Regions from separate parts of the Ovis aries genome. Here region 2 is linked to region 1. A link is a contact called in public Hi-C data. All regions are on one chromosome and are shown on one strand. Each heading gives the region's core, a stretch centred on a gene start, on an enhancer-like site or on the middle of the called end of the contact. The rest is flanking DNA. Distances are from core to core; before and after follow the strand shown.

Region 1 (2,700 bases), core at 117-2,616:
TCAGTGGTTCAATCCCTTGCCTTCAGGTGAGGTCATACTTGAATCTTTAGACCCTGGAGTCCTCCGATACACACACACATACGCAAAGAGAGAAAATGCACATTTGTAGGCAAAAATGCACACACCCACTCTCCTCCTCCCTGGAAGTCACACGCACAAAATACACATTTGTATGCGATATTGCACACCCTTCCCCCAAACACACAGCAATTAGGAGCTGAATTCCCCAGTCTGCTGAGCTGGACTTAGAGACCAAGCAAAAGGGACTCTTGAGAAGAAAAAAGGAATTCCACTCTGGTGAGGTTAAGATTGTAGTCCTTAAAAGAGAGATGGTTTCACCGAGACTGTTTTAGAAAGGGACCAGTCCTGACCCTCCCAGAGGGGAATTGGGTGAAATACCCTGGGGAATGGGTCCAGCAGCCTCGAAGTTCAGAGCAAGCACTGGGACTGGGTGGCACGCTGAGGTTCATCTGAGCATCCCCACCTGTCCTCTCACTCCCACCGCCCCGGGGCCCTGCACTTTGCTCTATTCTCCACCCTTCTCTGAAAACCTTCCATCTCCAAGGCGACTTCAAAGCCCCCTGGGAAAGCCAAGTTGCCAATTAAGCCTCTTTGAGGCAGATTCTCATTCCTTCCCCCACTAATTGAAATGTTACTCCTTTTACTAAACCCCTAAACCACCCAAACACAACGGTCTTCCTCATTTGCATTGTAACAACGTCCCTAATATGCTTCCAAGAGCCCTCCCTCGGTAAAGGGGACCTTCCCTCTCCTCCAGGCATGAGCGGTATGAAAGCGAAGGCCTTCATTTCCATCCGTATACATCTGCTCATTAGCTAAGGTGGAAGAAATTCCTTTTATTCTGGATTCATTTCCCAGGATGATCATGTCTTTTTTATTTTTTGTCTCAGGTCACTCTTCCCAAACTAGGCTTTAATTGCTGATAGTGATTGAGTTAATACATATTTACAGCCTGGTAAGGTTAAAGAAGGTCTCCTGTAGTTTTATTTGAGACATTTTATTTAACCTGCCATAAAATCATTAACAAGTTGTTCAGTGTTAATTCTCTGTCCTTTATCTTGTCTCTGCCTCTTGGGAAAATTGGGTGAAGGCAGGTGGCTTTGGTGCAGGCTGGATTCTCAGGCAGGGTGGACCCTGGTGCCCCAAACCTCACCTCCAGGTCCTCCTCTGTTCAGAGAGGGGTGCCTTTCCTTGGTAGCAGCAGAGAGCCCAGGGCAACACTGTGCTCTCCCAGGCACCCAGCCAAGAGGCGCAGGCGGGTGATGAAATCCCATCAAAGCCACAGGGCTGGGCCAGGCTCCTGAATTAGCTCCCACCAGTAACTCGAGCCCCAAGTGGCCCACAGGCTGGGCACTGAGCCGAAGTGTCAGGCCGGGTGACGGCCTGGCCACTGGAGCCCGCGCAGAACGAGGGACTGAAAAACTGGGCAGAAGGAGGGGCTGAGGGCCAAGGACAATGACAGGGGAAGCCAGGGGTTTTCCAAACTTTACCCTGGGAGGCCTGAGGGCTGCCTGTGAAGTCAGTCTTGTCTCAGTCCTTCTCTCTCCTTCCCATAAATAGCCAGAGCAACATGGAGCCCCTCTTCACTGCGGGGTTCCAGGACTCTCTATTCCACCAGAGGGTAACTGGTTTACCAAATATGAAGCTGGCTGAGTCAGCCGCATGTCTGCCTGCCCCCAGAGTGCTGCTCCCAGGAGCCCGACATTTCTTTCCTCTCCCCCTTGCCTTGCCTGGGCCTCTGGCTACTTTTGTCTCTGATCCATCCCTGAGGAGTGGATCAGACTGTGGCAGAGGCTGGCATTCCCCTAAAGTCTTGTTGCCATATGTTTCCTGGTCACACGTTTCTATTTTCCAGGTCCCCTAGTAGTAGACACAGTGAGGGGAAGTGACAAGGGCCGGCTCTATGCTCTTTGCCCTGTCTGGCTGCCTGGAGTGGAGATGATCCTCTGGGCAGCTTTTAAAGCTAAATGTTAAAAATGGCAGCTCAAAAATGTAAATGATGGGTGGAGGGTGGCTGTCCCACCCATCCTATGTACAAGCATGAAATCAGTGTCTGTGGGGTGTAAACCACTGTACGCTATGGGGGCTATTTGTTACAGCAGGGAAGTCAGTACTCAGTCTGAGACTGTTCATGCAACACTATGAACTGTGGGGGCTGGCTGTCTTTACCTGGAATGTTCATTCAGTGACTTTCTCCTGCTTCCCTTAAGACACAGGTCAAGTTCCAGCCCCTCTGGGGAGCCTTCCAGTGGTCAGGGGAAACACAAACGCAGCTTTATCCACTCATTCAATCACGGACACCAGCAGAAGCCGCCTTTGCCCACCTCTAGGCTGGCTGAGCCAAGCAGGAACATGGGACACAGCCCACTGGGCGAGATTTGGAAACTGAGCAGAAGGGCCAAAATCCTCTAAACCAAAGAATGCTCCTCTGAGACTCGGCTGTCATAATTCTTTACTTCTGAAATCAGGTTCAAGAGACCTGGATGAGGACAATAACTACTGTGCTGATTTTTTGGGTGATTCAGAAAGTTGGAGCTAGATGGGCCCCTAAAAATCATCTTCCCCCACCCTTTCCCTTACAGATGAAGAGACTGGGGCCCAAAGTGGAGAGACAGAAGCAGCAGCTGGCCTCCTGACGCTCACCCTGCTGCTCCTTAATTGTACTATTCAAGTGAGGCA
Region 2 (2,700 bases), core at 10-2,509, 150 kb after region 1:
CCCCTGAGAAACAGAGAGGTCTGCCGTCAACTCTCAGCCGAGGGCCCACCTTCTTCAGTTTCGGATGTCGCCGTCCCTGGATGTCACAGGCAGCAAAGTCCAAGTCAGGGGCCCCTCACTGCGGTTCTTGGCTCTGCAGTCTTGTCTTTCAGAGGCTCAGCTGCCCACAGAGAAGCTGAGATAACACCTCTGAGCCAGGGTCCTGCATGGCTGCATATTCGCTGAGCTGGCCACAAATACCCCTTGGCCATCTCCCAGAGCCCAGGTGTAAGCAGCCATCTGTGGGGGGCGGGGGGGTGGTGTGTGTGGAAGAAAAACAGGAATGTCCCCCCACCCCTCTGTCACCCACGCCCAGAGCAAACAGTGCTCACCCCTCAGAAACAAGTAATCAGATGTTCCCAGGGTGGCCTGTAAACTACTAACCTCTCTCTTTGGGAGGTAGGAAGGAAAGAGGTTGCTACTGAATATTTCTCTGTTTCTGTCTGTGAGTATCAAGAGATAGCCTGTGTGTGTGTGAATCCCCCTTCACCCCGTGACTTACACAACTGGGTATTTACACACCAGATGGTCCCTGCAGGAAAAGGCAAGTCCCCAGCTGCTGTGGAATTTTAAGAGATCTCCCAGGAATGCCCTTCTGGGATGTCTGGTTCTAATTGCCTCCGTCAGCCAGCGCTGGCGAGCTGGCAGAAGCAATGAGAGGTGAAATTAAACAGATTCCAGTTCACATCAGACCCCCAGCCCTGCCAAAGTCCCCCAAGGGCCGGAAAAGAAAGCAAATGCGGCCACAGTGGTGGGTGTGGTGGAAAGAACTCCAGACTGGAAATTGGAAGGCCCGGATTCACATCCCTGCACTGCCTCTAACGCCCTGCCCTGTGTGGCTTTGGACCCATCGCTTCCCTTCTCCTGCGGCAGTTTCCTCATTTGCTAAACGCGTGGTGAGGACTACTGGCTGGTCTCCAAGGCCCCTCCCCAACCCCAGATTCAGGGACAGAAGTGTTGAGCTCTCATCGCAGAGCTTGGTGGGGGTGGGAATTTTTTTCTGAACTGTAAAACCAGATGCTTGGCATTTTTAGATCTTTAAGAAGAATGGGGTAAAGGGTGAGGATTTCGTCCCCGTCCACTGTAACCCAGCCCCAGCCCCAGCCCCAGCTCCAGCCCCATTTTCCCCCTTTACTTGGCCTAGGATAAGGGTGGCTGGAGACTCAGGCAGAGGAGACAGGAATCCCGCAGTTCCTTAGCGCCCCCTATAGGCCCATGGGCAGTGGCGCTGAAACGGTGGCTTTCCCGGGAGCCACCTGCACTCCAGCGTCCCAGGCTTCTACTGCAAAGCCTAGGGTTTTAGAAGCAGGCGGTTCAAACTGGCCCCTAAGTTGTGCGGAATTTCTCTCTTTGTAGCGTGTTGCTTTAAGGCTCAGAGTAAAGCCGTTGAACTAATAGCCACAACAGTCTGGGGTTGAACACCCCATGGGGTTCCTATGGTATAGGCACAGTGGCCGGGGTCATCGAGGACAAAACACGGAAGGCTTTCGGTTCGCACTCAGCTCCTACTCATCCACCCTCCGCCCTCCCCCTCACTCCCTAACCCCACAGCAGACGCTTGCATATCTCCAGCTACTACTGCTCACTACTTTCTGAGTCAGCCTGTACCTGGTAGGAACTTTGTACGGCTAGTAACAGACCCACAATCACGGATCTGACTTTGTGAAATTGGGGGCTCATTTCCTCGTCAAAAAGGCATCCGCAGATAGCTGCAGTCCACAAACTCATGGGGAACCAGAGCTCCTTCCAGCTTTTTCCTTAGCCATTCCCACAGCATGACTCCCTCATGGGCCTTATGGACCAAGATGACCACTTAAGTTCTAGCCCTCACCTCTGCATCCAGAGAAGAAGAGAGGCCCAAGGGTTTCTGGGGTTCCTCCTTACTTGGTCAGTCCCCTTGAAGACCCATTTAATGACTCACACTCTGGCATCTCCTGGGCCACTCCAGTAGGGATGGCTGGGAAAGCAGTCCCATGGCCAACTCGCATAAAACTGGGCTCTGTTTGCCCAGGGAGGAGATTGGACGTACGGCCCATCCGTGCTGGGAGAAGCCAGGATTGGCTGCACAGTTGCCTCTTTCCTACACTGATTTCCTCTGCCTGCAGAGAGGAGAGGTGCTCTGCAAGTGCTCACCGGATCCCAGAGAACGCCCCATCTCTCCACACAAGACCAGACTCCTGCCAAGCTGGTGGAGAGAGATGGTATCTGCCCAATCACTATCTCCAGAAGATGATGCCAGGCAACTTCCTCTGAGCCAGGCATCTCTGGTATTTTCCCTAGGGAGAACTTTGCCAGCTCAAGGAGGACCTAAGCCCAGCTTCAGATGCACCTCCCTCGGGACCCGTTGCTTCCCTGCAGGCGCTAGTGGCTTTGTCTTGATCTTCCACTCCACCCAGGGAAGGAGAGGGGGAGATCCCCAGCCCATATTTGGATATGTCCTCTATTCCAGGAAGAGAGTTCACTGCTTTCTCCCTAGATTTGTGCGTCTGGGAGCCAAAGCCACACATCAGCTCAAAACTCAAACCCTTACATGTTTAAATTTGGTATTTAAAATGGTATACAGATTTGGCTCTGCAGCTAACTGCTTAACTAGCTACTGTCTAGTTTTCTGGTCTCAGATGCTTGGAAGAGGTGCTGAAGGCTTGGAGAGGAGGCTTAGCC

Evidence for each region. Hi-C and Micro-C count contacts between places; a contact is called where the count stands out from the background.
Region 2: a contact with region 1 is called in a Hi-C map of liver, with 4 times the contacts expected there. The contact joins two enhancer-like sites. A contact is called at or near these places in 2 of 16 Hi-C or Micro-C datasets (liver and muscle).

The regions. Positions count from the first base shown.
Region 1 is chr1:194,370,370-194,373,069 of ARS-UI_Ramb_v3.0, forward strand. No RefSeq gene overlaps it. Among named protein-coding and RNA genes, the nearest start is that of HES1, 190 kb to the left of the region's middle. Within about 2 kb of position 1,367, at least 20 of the 54 cell types and tissues checked have an H3K27ac peak or open chromatin away from gene starts, as enhancers often do. A contact at or near this core is called in liver and muscle, where this site is marked.
Region 2 is chr1:194,518,947-194,521,646 of ARS-UI_Ramb_v3.0, forward strand. No RefSeq gene overlaps it. Among named protein-coding and RNA genes, the nearest start is that of OPA1, 150 kb to the right of the region's middle. Within about 2 kb of position 1,260, at least 20 of the 54 cell types and tissues checked have an H3K27ac peak or open chromatin away from gene starts, as enhancers often do. A contact at or near this core is called in liver and muscle, where this site is marked.